Regions from separate parts of the Mus musculus genome. Here regions 1 and 2 are each linked to region 3. A link is a contact called in public ChIA-PET and HiCAR-type data. All regions are on one chromosome and are shown on one strand. The core of a region is the stretch at or near the end of the contact, and the rest is flanking DNA. Distances in the headings are between cores, read along the strand shown. Region 1 overlaps Sorl1 (sortilin-related receptor, LDLR class A repeats-containing). Region 2 holds the start of Sorl1 (sortilin-related receptor, LDLR class A repeats-containing). Region 3 holds the start of 1700063D05Rik (RIKEN cDNA 1700063D05 gene).

Region 1 (3,679 bases), core at 848-3,347, 830 kb after region 3:
CCAAAGATTAAGCACATTATGGTCCTCTCTTTGCGGCTGGACCCAAAAGCCCATCCCACCCATCACTGAGGAGCCAAGGGCAGGAAGACTGGTAATCACTCACTAAGCACCCGCACTCCAGGCAGGCAGGACTCCCTGTCTTCCAGCTGTTTGTGTATCATTAGAAAAGAAATTAAGATGCCATTAGGAAGAAATTAAATAATGTGCATGTTGTTGTGACAACAGAGAGGCACACTGCCAGATCCTGCTCTGAGCGGGGATTGCCCATTTGCAGCCCCTTTCTAGAGACCAAGTCTGGGGAGAGAGAGAGAGAAGGGGACACGGCCTTACCAGCATTCTTTCCCTTGTAGAAAACCTTCATGTCCATGAGGCCCGTGAGCTGGCTTGCTAGAATCTCCACCTGGGATCTGCTGTGCTTCGAAGCTCTGAAGATGCTGAGCTGTGACCAGTCATCCCAGTAGATCTCATTCTAAAGAGAAATGTTTAATCTAGTTCAATGGTCCTGCTTTCGGGACACTTCATGAAGACAAGGGGCACTCCATCCCACCACTACGCAGGGACAACAGATAATTACTGAATAACAGGCCGAGTCAAAGTTTCACTTAAGTGCAAATGTCAGTGGTTTTATTGAAACCTCACCAACGGCCCTCAGGAAGAAATGACCTAGAAAAGGCTATCTAGTACTCATTTAGTTGGACCATGGTGTGTGTGGGGGATGGGGGGGAGAGGGAGGGTGACTTAGTTTTGAAATATGTTTCTCCATTCTAGGTAGATGCATTTGCTCCCTAGGGTGAGAACGACTGGAAGGTTATATAGATGGCACACAGCATCAGTCAGCAGGGAGAGAAGCAAGGGATGAAGATGCGAAACTGAAACAAGGCCACAGGCCCTGAAAAGGAAAGAGATTCACTCAGAGGAGGAGACCTCAACCTCCAACCTTTTGAAACGTAAGCAGTGGTAGAAGCCTACATCTCTCCATGAAGGATGCAAACAAGTCTGTGCAGATTTGAAGGCACGGCGTTTTTAAGGCCTCTGGCCAACTGCAACAGCCCAACAGGCCTCAGCTCTCCGCCTAGCCACGTGCTTCCCCGTCTCTGGCAGACTGCGCGTGAGGACTCGCCTTAAAGACAGCGATGGCATAGGGGTGTGGGAGGCTGTCAAGGATGACTGAACGCTGCTGGCCACTGAAAGTGATGCGCTCGATACAGTCCAGGTAAGCATCCGTCCAGTAGATCCACTGGCTGTCCACAGAGATGCCATTGGGCCACTTCACGTCCTCTGACACAAGGCGGTAGGCAGCAGAGCCGTCCATGTAGCTCCGGTAAATCCCAGGCTTCAGGTCCCCCCAGTCAGTCCAGAACATCACCCTGGTCAATACAGGGACCACACAATCTCATCAGAACGACACAGGCCAGCCTTGATTCTACGTCTCAGAGGTAAGTAACCTCTCAAAGCCATCATTATCACTACTGCCTGTCTATATTTGACATGCAGTCACTCATTATTACTACCATCTATATTTGAGATTCATTCAGAAATGTAGTTGAACTTGACTCAAAAATTCACCTACTGAAGTCTGCCTATAATCACATTATTCCAATACTATACAAAGAGATCCACATATATGCATGCTAATCTAAATGCTAATTGGCAGAGGAAGTGATATGTAGTATTATACAATAGAATATACCTACTGCAATGCCCCCAGAATATTGTATCCAAAATAGTTTGAAATCTATCTATTGTATGTGCTACTTAGTTTTTGACAATGACACAAACTAGAGTCACCTCAGAAGGAGAAACTTCAATTAAGGAACTGCCTTTATCAGACTGGCCTGGAGAAAATCTGTGGGCCAGTTGTTGTTGTTGTTGTTGTTGTTGTTGTTGTTGTTGTTGTTGTTGTTGGATTCATGATTGATACAGGAGGGTCCAAACCTCTGTGGGCAGTACCACCCTGGGCAGGAAGCCGGCTGAGCAAGCCACTGGGAGCAATCCAGTAAGTGTGGTCTCTGTTTCAGTTCTTACCTCAGACTGCCTCAGGGAGGGAGTATAACCTGCGAGCAAAATAAACTCCTTCCTGCCACCTCGGTTTTCATCCATGTTCTTACCGAAGCAACTAAACCGCTGTGTGTGCTCTGATAAGCCGCTGTCACTCAATGTGCATGTCCGCTGACTGGCAGGAAATCACAAACAGACTGATTCTATCTGACAAGTCGTGTGTGTCACTAAGGGGCGCTGTATTTAATGATCATGATTGAACACCAGTAAAAAGACTCTGAATAATGCAAGCAAAAAATTAATTGTGGCTATTATGCATGAGTAATGCTGACTATTACGTAACAGTGATGTGATTGCATCCCGAGGATGTAGGAGGATGAAGGGTGACGAATGAGAACAGGGCAGACTTAAGCATCCTTTCAAGGTCTTCTCTTTTAATATCTGCAACCAAGCCCATAGATTTCTTTTAGAGTGTCCTTTTAAGAATAGTGTTAATTCTCAATCATAAATACACACAGAAAGAAAAGCTAGCACAGCATTTCCTTCTTAGTAATTTTTGCTGTGATGAAGGAGTTAGTGAAAAGCAGTCGTGCGTACCCCAAGTGCACAGTAATTTTAAGTAAGAAAACTTGCACACGCTGGGAGTTCTGTGTGTGAGAGTGACTGGTCGAATTAAATGTTTGTGAGATTCACGGAACTCGAGATTAAAAAAAAAAAAAATCCTTACAATTTATCAGTGGCCTGACTGGTTTACAAAGACTCTCTTTCATGTTACCTTTTCTATTGAAACACCCCACAGATGTGAGACATCTGGAGACCATAAGAGAGTCGGATGCTTTCTAATGAAACACACAGAGTTATCGGACCACGACAAGCAAGCTATGGCTTCAAGAGCCTCAGTCAACAGGTTATCTCCCCCATGATCACCAGAAGCAGAAACCTGGCCTCACATTTTCACTTTCATGAGCATCTCTTACAGCAGTGGGCGTGACGCTGACTCCCCGTAAGGAACACTTACCCTTCTTGGGGTACAAGGACTAAAGCCCTGGGTCGATCAAGCACAGAGGAATTGACGATTGTCAGTCGGAAGTCACCATCTGGATTAGCTACCTGACAAAACAAAGGGGGTGGGGGAAGGAGAGAGATCTAAATTCCTTACAAAGCCCACAAAACCAAAGCCCTCCAGGGGCCCTGCCTCTGGCACACTCTCCACACCTGCCCTCTACTCCCGGGTCTCATTCTAGAACCACTGGGGAGCCCGCCTTGATTCCCAATCAGAAGGCACTCATCGTGTCCCTGGCTGAGATAATTCCCACGTGGGCCGAAGGAGCAGCTAGAGCTGTGTGCTCTCTGACGCCAACCCCGGAGCATGACAACTTGCGCAAAGGTGACTGTTGTGGTCCCTTGGAGTCCAAGAACGCTTCAGTGCTTGCATACAACCCTCACACAGCTTCCTGCCTGTTCTAAGCCACCCCTAGATCACCTGTAATTCCCACGACAGTGCTGGTGCTAAGTAGTAGGTGAGTTGCTCAGGAATGGAACAACAGGAAAAGATGTCTGCACACTCAGTACTGTCTTGGTTTTGTTTTGTTTTGTTTTTTACTATTTTCGATTCGTGGATATGAAACCACAGATTTGGAGGGCTGACAGAACGACTCTATATGCCAACCACTTCTGCCAG
Region 2 (3,760 bases), core at 963-3,462, 920 kb after region 3:
CCCACACCCAGCCCACCCTCTCAGGAGCACAGCAGAGCTCAGCAAGCTGGAGAGACCCACCCTCGGCAATTCCAAGCTGCCATGCCTGCCAAGAGCAATCTTGCTGACTTCCAAATTACAAAAAGGAAGTTTCAGATGGGGATGAAAAGGGGGGCACAAGGATCTGGGCCCAAAACAGGGCAGGTGGGCTTCAGGAGTCTAAGCGCTGCACACACCACGTACACACAGACGCACACGCACATACATACACCATCAAGCAGTTACAGGTCATCTGGTATACATTCCTGCCCAGGGGCAAGTGGTCTGGTGGTGGGCAGATGTCAGCTACTCCCACCCACACACAACCGCCCCTCTGTCTTCATAACGATATATACATTTTATTTTAGAAAGGAGATGTTTAGGAAGCACTGAGCAGAGACAAGGTGACCCCCCACCTCCCAGCACCCAAAGGTCAGTGAGACCATGCAGGCAAGAGAACTACAGTGCTCACAGCCCTTTCCTGCGTGACCTTGGACCAGTCATCGCACCTGTCACAGTTTGGGTTTCTTCACTCAAAACGTGACACAATAGGGTGACACAATAGGGTGGCATGTTTTATGAGACGCTTTCTGGCTCCAGGAGTTGATTGCTTAACTCTATGTATGGCCTGAAGGAAGACTTTGCTATAGCCAAAATCAGTGAAGAAAGGCAGAACCCCCAGCTAATCACTTAATTTGTACTTTAGAAAGCAACAGTCGCTCTGGGACATGGTTGTGTTGGTCAGCTCCATCAGGCCCACCATTTCTCTCCCACCGACCTTCTAGTTTTGCTGATGTCAATCTTAACTGAAGGACTGGGAGTCTCTGAGTAGACAATAATACGGGCAAATTGATTCCACCAGCGCTGATACGAAGGGGGACAAATTCAACTTGGCAACCCAGCAGTCAGTGGGGGCCATGAGTGAAATGTGTGTTACTTATGACCTAATAAACCCATTGCCTGGATAGAAATAAATCCTTTAATGAATATTAAGCCCAGCAAATTTCTTGCAGTAGTCTCAAATCCCAAGTGTCATAAGAGATAGTTTCTATCTAAAATAAAGCCATCACCTTGAAGGGCTGGGATGGAAAGGGGACGGATTGATGTGCTGTACTCCCAACGAAGAGAATCCAGCCTTACACGCAGATATTCACGAGCTCACACGCACACATATGTCTACTGGGTACACAAGGGGCATTCGTAGCGCTTTGAGAGTTGCCCACCTTTACTGGGGTTCATGAGAATAAACATGGCATGCCCTCCTCTGCAATTCTGCTTAAGTGCTTTACAACTGCAGGATTCTCGCTCCCGCTGCCAAAGGATGGTACGGGAGTTGGGGTGGAAGGGAGGGGGGTTATGCCCGTTTTTATCCAGATGTAAAATTTATGCTGTACCCCTCAAAATCCTGCCAGAAACTACCCTAGTCTGTCTGCATACAGGCTAGGGAAGAGAGGCTCTGCACCCTTCCAGTTACCTGGAACACATCTGCTAAAATCGACAGAAAGGAGGAAAAAGAAAAAAGATCTATGCGACCAGAGTGCTGACGGCTGTACTCATGTGATGTACAGGGGGAAAGGAGAAGAAAAAGAAATGAAACAAACATGCCAGCCGGGAAGTCCCCAAGCGGAGCCAGCACCTGGGAAGCGACTGCAAAGGATGGGTGCGGGGGTGAGGAAGTGGTGGGAGAGAAAGGGGCTGGAAGGAGGTGGCTTGCAGAAGTGCTCACCTGTCCATACACCTGGATAGGCTGGGGCTGCAGAGCAGCGCTCCGCCGGGTCCTGAGTGGCTTCCTGGCCGCCGGGCTCGCCCCCGGGGCATCCCCGTGCGTTCCTAGCCGGAGATCGCGCGGGTCGCCCTGCACCACGAAGAAGCCCCGGTCCTGGGGCAAGGGCGCCGGGCCACCGTGCAATCTCTGCGTCCAGCCCCCGCCGAGAGCCCCGCGGGGTAGCAGCGCGACCAGGGCGAATAGGAAAGGGAGTCTCGACTCCCTCCTGCTGCTCCGTGTCGCCATGTTCGGGCGAACGCTCCCGCAGGTGGCGCCGCCGCCAGGAGAGAATGTGCAGCGCGCGCCGGGACAGCGCGGGGCCAGGGCCGGGGCCGCGCGCGCCGCTCCCGGGGCTCCAAGCCGCCCGGGCCGCTCCGCTGCGCCCGCCACCGCAGCCACGGCCACCGCCGCCGCCGGGTCCCGCTCGCTCGGCGCCGTGCCGTCACGTGTGAGCTCGCAGCGCGTCCCCCTTCGCGCACTTTCTCCGCTCGCTGCGACTGCGGCCCCGCCCCCTGGGATGGGGAAGTCAAGGCAGGGAGCGCCCGCCTGAGGGCACCGTGGTCCCCTTCGCGCACACCTCGCCCTCCCTACCGCAGTGAAGAGTTGCGTGGGCGCCGTGCTCTATTTCCCCGGGTTGAGTTAGCTACTCCATGGGCTCCTGGGGTACCCTGGTCGCCCCAAACTGCCATCAGTCTCTGCACCTTGTGCAGCCACTCAACCACCTTCCTGGGCCTTGGCCTCATGTTCACCTCCAATGGAAAGCAAACCACAGAACTGGCCCTTAGCACACCAACAAAGTAAGTCAAGATGAACCTGCTGGTTTGTGAAACTTACGTGGTTTCAACTACCAGAAATGCGCTTGAAATGGCTACAGCTCAAACTACCTTTGATCAAGCTGAACTAACTGCCCCTGCGTCCAGCAGAGTATAGCAGACAAACACCCTGCCCAGAAGCAGTAAAACCTAGGCTATACTTGCTCCACCTGGACAACTACACTAGGCATGGCCCAGGGCCCTACCAGCCTCCTGCTTTGGTCCCTTAAGATGTTCCAGCATTGAGCCACTCTCAGAGCTAAGATGTGTGTTTCAACCAAACACCATTAGTTGTAAAGGCTGTAAAGACTGCTCATGTACTGGAGGAATCAGATGCCCAAAGACGGGGTGCACTTTCAATGCACCTTAAAATCAGCTCCAAGAGCCAGATTGTAACCGCTTTTATACATTTTTCCCCCAGCTGGTGGGAGCAGTTAAGTATTAACCTGTATTTCATCCTAGGTCTCTCCAGACTCCAGTCCTGGTTATTGGGATGACTCAAAGCCGTCCATTGGTTTAGAGAAGGGAAGGTGATCTCTCTCGATCTCTCTCTCTCTCTCTCTCTCTCTCTCTCTCTCTCTCTCTCTCTCTCTCTCTCTCACACACACACACACACACACACACACACACACACACACACACACACACACACACACACACACACACACACACCTTTCTGCCACTTCAGCAAGCCCGGAGCTTGGTTCTGTCTCTTGTTTACTTGCCATTCAACTTCAGTCTAGTTAGCCTAATCTAGTTCCTTCGTTCCTCCCTCCCTCCAATCTATACCGCTTTGGGCAACCCGCCAGAACCTGTCATGATCTGAACTGGGTTTGTCCCTGGGTTGAAGTGTATTGCCATTGTGGTGGGTGCCTTTAAGGGTTGATTATGCTATTGAGAGGAACCGGGCCTTTCTCAGTGGAGTAAGTTTGTTCTCCCAAGAACAGTGGGTAGAGCAGTTGAACTTTAGCTCCGCCTAAAGCAGTTCTCATAAAGCAAGGAGCCCTCCTTGTTTTATCTCTAAAACAGCTAGACCTCCTATGAGCTGAAGCAGCATCCGGCTCTTGCTGGAAGCTGAGAAGGTGCCAACGCCATGCTCACAGACTTCCCTCCCAGCCTCTGTAACTATGAGCTCAAAATATGACTATCACCTGTGAAAGAATGC
Region 3 (4,291 bases), core at 575-3,074:
TAATGGACACTTCCTGTTCTCTCCATCTTCTTTCTCTTTCTCCTCCTTCCTCCTCTTCTCTCTCCTTGTGGTTCCAACCTGCGACTCTCTGCCTGGTAATCAAAACCCCGACTACCTCTATTCTCCCCAGAGAATCTCCTCAGCCATTTCTCTAACTAGTCAGAGAATAAAACAAAAGTTTACATATAAGCAAATAAGCAGAGTTTACAGAGCATCACTTGGTGGACATAAGGATCTGCTCATTGAGAGCAACCAGGTCTTGGGGGCCAGTATTTAGCATCTGAATACATAGCAGCACCAGACCAACCTGAACATCGTAACAGTGGAAGTACTGGATGGGGGCTGGAGAGATGGCTCAGTGGTTAAGAGCACTGACTGCTCTTCCGAAGGTCCTGAGTTCAAATCCCAGCAACCACATGGTGGCTCACAACCACCCGTAATGAGATCTGATGCCCTCTTCTGGTGTGTCTGAAGACAGCTACAGTGTACTTAGATATAATAATAAAATCTTAGAAAGAAAGAAAGAAAGAAAGAAAGAAAGAAAGAAAGAAAGAAAGAAAGAAAGAAAGAAAGAAAGAAAGAACTGGGTGATTCTAGGATAAGAAGCTTGGCTGTATGGGAAATGTAGTTGAAGATGAGCCTGGGGTTGAGATGGTGGAGCACTGCTTTCTCGGCTTCTGCTTCAGTCCCACCGGCAACATCTGTCCTTTTGATGATGGACAGTGACCTACAAGTTAAAATAAACCCTTTCCTCCCCAACTCATTTTTGGTCCTGGTGTCTATCACAGCAACAGAACGTTACGCAGAACACTGACTGGGACTCCAGTTGTCACTACACAGTAATATTGCAGGGTAACTTCAGGGTTAGCTGGTGCTGATATAGGGTAAGTCTGGCAAAGGTCTACAGCAAGCTCTGCAATCTGTGAGAAAGGAGTCTTGTACTAGTTGCTCCTTGTGTCTGAGGCCTAGTGGAACATGTAAGCCATACATGGTCTCGGGGTTGGTTTAGAGGACTCTTTGACCAAGAATAACAGCATTAGTGAGCTGACACAAAGGGATCCAGGGAATAATCTCTAAGAATGTGAGAAGCCAAGCAGGTGGGCACCGGCAAGACCCAAGATTTGGGTTCAAACTCTGCCCCCTTGTGGAGAACAGGCTTTATTGAGGGAGAGCTGGGGCAGGGATGGAGGCTGTGACTCTGGATGCGGGGGTGGGGGTGGGCTCAGGACACTGAAGCAGATTAGGGGCTAACACATTTACTATGATTGTTACTAGCACCATGGACAGACAGAGGGTGGCAGCAAGGCAGGGGCTTCTGAGAGAGTTCATGTCCCAGCATCAGGGATAAACAGCATAGTGGGGTCTCTGAAGAGAAGCAGAGCCCACTTGGTAGAATCCACTTCTTTCAGCTCTTGGGGATGTGGAAAGTTCACACCAAGAGCCTGCAGCCAGGCTGCTTGGTACCCAGGTAGGAGCCTGGGAAAGAGATGGTGAAAAGGATTGGCACAACTTTTGATATAAACTTACTTCCCAGGTGAGGTGCCTCAAGGAAAGCCCAGCTAGCTTAGAATTCACAAACAGTGTCCCAGCAGGGTGCCTGCCAGTGTCCCTGAATTGGCCTGAGCCAGGATGTAGTCTAACCTTACAGTCTTAAAGAGCTAAGCATCTGCTGTAGGAAATCCAGGGCCCAAGGACTCTTAGGAGTCCAGTCTAACGGCTTTTATTCTGTTTCCCTCAATGGCTGCATCATAGAGGAGTTTAGCTATCAGGCTGCACTGAAAATTCCAGATTCTGTGAGACTGGGTCACAATCAAGAAGGTCCTTAGTTGTAGTTTGTTGTCTTGCTTGGGTCCCTGCAGTTAAAACAAGATGCTCCTCCCTAGGTTATTATAAAACCCAGCAACTCGACCTCCCGTAAGGAGATCTGGGCTTTCAGAGGAGAAGCTGTGTTTCTATATGATGTCAATGTTTGAAGAGTTTGGACAGTGTTTGAGCTGAAGTGAGTTTAGGTTACAGGCTAATAACTCACTTTATGTACAGGAGGAAGAAATGGAGATGCCCGTCTATTTAGGCGGGGCTGTCCCAAGCGTGGAAGATGGGTGGAAGATGATTTGCATGAATGCTGGGTAGCATGGGCAGAGGAGCGATTTCCCAGCGTTGACTTAATCCTTGGTTTGTTTTTTATTTTCAGCCTTTTAACCCTGCTCTGCTCTTTATGAAACTGTGTGTCACAATGTTAGTCCACTCTGGCCTTAAACTTGATCCTTCAGCCCCAGCATCCCAAGTCCTGGGATTATAGTTAAGTTTCTCCACACCAGGCGTCCCAGTGATTTCAATAGATGAGCAAATTTGGGAGTCAATGAAATGGGAGAAAGACCCGTGTCATAAGGCATCGTAGAACGTCATTACTGCCGCCCCCGCGTCTAATTGCCGAGGACAAAGAGGGAGAGAGCTACTCAAGGTAGACATTGGAGAGAGCAGAGGGAGAGAATGACTGTATTAGGGATGTACAGTAGGGGGTGGGAGGGGCAACTGAGAAAAGGAGAACTCCAGAGATGCGATTCAAGGGAATTCTCTCCCTTCTGAGCAGAAGGTCCTGGGGTGCCCTAGCAGACAGCGGAGCATTAGAAAGGGCACAGCACTCCTGGACATTTTGCTGATGTTGTATAGCGACTGCATTGCAGGGCTGTCCTGGGAATATTTCTGTGCTGGAAATACGCCCCAGCCCCCGTTTGTTGTTGTTGTTTTATTTTGTAAATAACTAAGAGAAGAGAACTCCGTTGTTTTGCCAGATGGGATTCATTCGTTAGGTACAATTTATTCTTTTACTGTCACATAAACCCAATTCTAAGCATTCAGTCTGTGTGCAACTGTGACTGGGCCCTCCCCTAGAAAATTGTGCTGCTCTTGCTTAGAGAGAACATGTCTGCTTCCTTCTTCAAAGCTTTCCCTTGAACCCCAGGCTTCCAGCTGGAGGACCAGTGCCTGGGAGCTCTAGAGAGAAAACCCAAGGCTGCCCAGGATTCCTTCCGGAACGCGTCATTGTCAGGAAAAAGAGAGGGCCTTGATGTTAGACACAGACAACTCCTGGGGAGGCGGAGGTGAGGAGTTCTCACCGTGTCGCCAAAAGGACACACGGACTGTGAAGAGAGGATTTGATCCTTTGAGAGGATTTGTGGACCAGATGCTCCACAGGACTAAGTCTGGTTTATACAAGCCTGGAAATGAAGAGCTGCTGGCGCCACTGGGTGGCAGCGCTGAGCTCGTCGTTGCTTCTCTTTAAGGAGTTACGTCACTCTGTGCGTCCGCTTAAGACACACTCAGAACCGAAACTGCGCATGCCCACGTCTCGGTCAGGTGGTGGTGACGACCTTCGAAACGGCAAAAATGAGCCTTTAGGACTCCTTTGTCTTCTTTCTTCACAATGTCTAACCATCCCTCAGAATAGCTAGGTTATAGGGTTTCGTGCTATTAATATATAGCATAATTATAAAAAGTCACCCAAACAGCTACAGTAGAAAGTCATTTCTAGGAAGAGGTGTACAGTATCTTGGGTTGAAATATTCTTAGGGAGATTTAAAGAAGACTGGCTTTTTTTTTTTTTTGAAAGATTTACTGGGCGTTTTATGTAAGGCAAATGCGTAGACAGCAAAGGTAGCCTGTCAGGAAGTAACGACAGCGCTGCGCTGCCATCTAGTGGGCAAAGTGTTACCTGCAGTTTATAACAGAGCTTCCAAGTTACCATGAATTGCAAGCAAGCAAACAAGAAAACTGCACAAAAATCCCAAATACAGAGTCAATGTATGATTGCTAATTTTATTTTCATTGAAAAATTTCATATTATACATTTTGATCATGGTTTTCCTTCCACAACTGCTCCCAGATCCTCTGACACATCCCCATCCACCCCATACGATCTCTCTCTGTCTCTCAATCTCTCTCTAAAAAACAACAGGCAAGACAACAACATAATAATAAAAAAGAAGAAAAAAGAGAAAACTACAAGAAATACACACACACACACACACACACACACACACACACACACACACAAGCGCACCCTAAAATACATATGAACACAAAATCAGATAACATATTGTACCGGCTAGTTTTGTGTCAACTTGACACAGGCTGGAGTTATCACAAAGAAAGGATCTTCAGTTGAGGAAATGCCTCCATGAGATCCAGCTATAAGGCATTTTCTCAATTAGTGATCAAAGGGGAAGGGCCCCTTGTGGGTGGGCCCATCTCGGGGCTGGTAGTCTTGGGTTCTATAAGAGAGCAGGCTAAG

The links. ChIA-PET counts read pairs in DNA pulled down with a chosen protein or histone mark. HiCAR-type assays count read pairs that join an accessible place to other places.
Region 1: an RNA polymerase II ChIA-PET map of memory CD8 T cells shows a contact between it and region 3, with 25 read pairs. The contact joins the enhancer-like site here to the promoter of 1700063D05Rik in region 3. A contact is called at or near these places in 1 of 39 promoter capture datasets (pre-B cells) and 4 of 115 datasets of contacts at active chromatin or transcription factors (double positive thymocytes, embryonic limb bud, large pre-B cells and 1 more).
Region 2: a HiCAR-type map of astrocytes shows a contact between it and region 3, with 2.6 times the contacts expected there. The contact joins the promoter of Sorl1 here to the promoter of 1700063D05Rik in region 3. A contact is called at or near these places in 4 of 39 promoter capture datasets (the 3T3-L1 cell line, hippocampal neurons, liver and 1 more), 2 of 484 Hi-C or Micro-C datasets (both in CD4 T cells) and 1 of 115 datasets of contacts at active chromatin or transcription factors (astrocytes).

Annotation. Positions count from the first base shown.
Region 1 is chr9:42,030,549-42,034,227 of GRCm38.p6, forward strand. Sorl1 (sortilin-related receptor, LDLR class A repeats-containing) reads right to left here. Exons shown (of 48, transcript NM_011436.4): 19 at 3,017-3,108; 20 at 1,121-1,367; 21 at 331-469. It overlaps Gm16214 (predicted gene 16214), which reads left to right. Exons shown (of 5, transcript NR_165259.1): 3 at 769-1,213; 4 at 2,798-3,518. Among named protein-coding and RNA genes, the nearest start is that of Gm16214, 9.8 kb to the left of the region's middle. Within about 2 kb of position 2,098, at least 41 of the 459 cell types and tissues checked have an H3K27ac peak or open chromatin away from gene starts, as enhancers often do. A contact at or near this core is called in double positive thymocytes and memory CD8 T cells, where this site is marked.
Region 2 is chr9:42,122,085-42,125,844 of GRCm38.p6, forward strand. It overlaps Sorl1 (sortilin-related receptor, LDLR class A repeats-containing), which reads right to left and starts at 2,213. Exons shown (of 48, transcript NM_011436.4): 1 at 1,745-2,213. The coding sequence starts at 2,029.
Region 3 is chr9:41,204,331-41,208,621 of GRCm38.p6, forward strand. It overlaps 1700063D05Rik (RIKEN cDNA 1700063D05 gene), which reads left to right and starts at 1,825. Exons shown (of 5, transcript NR_040392.1): 1 at 1,825-1,999.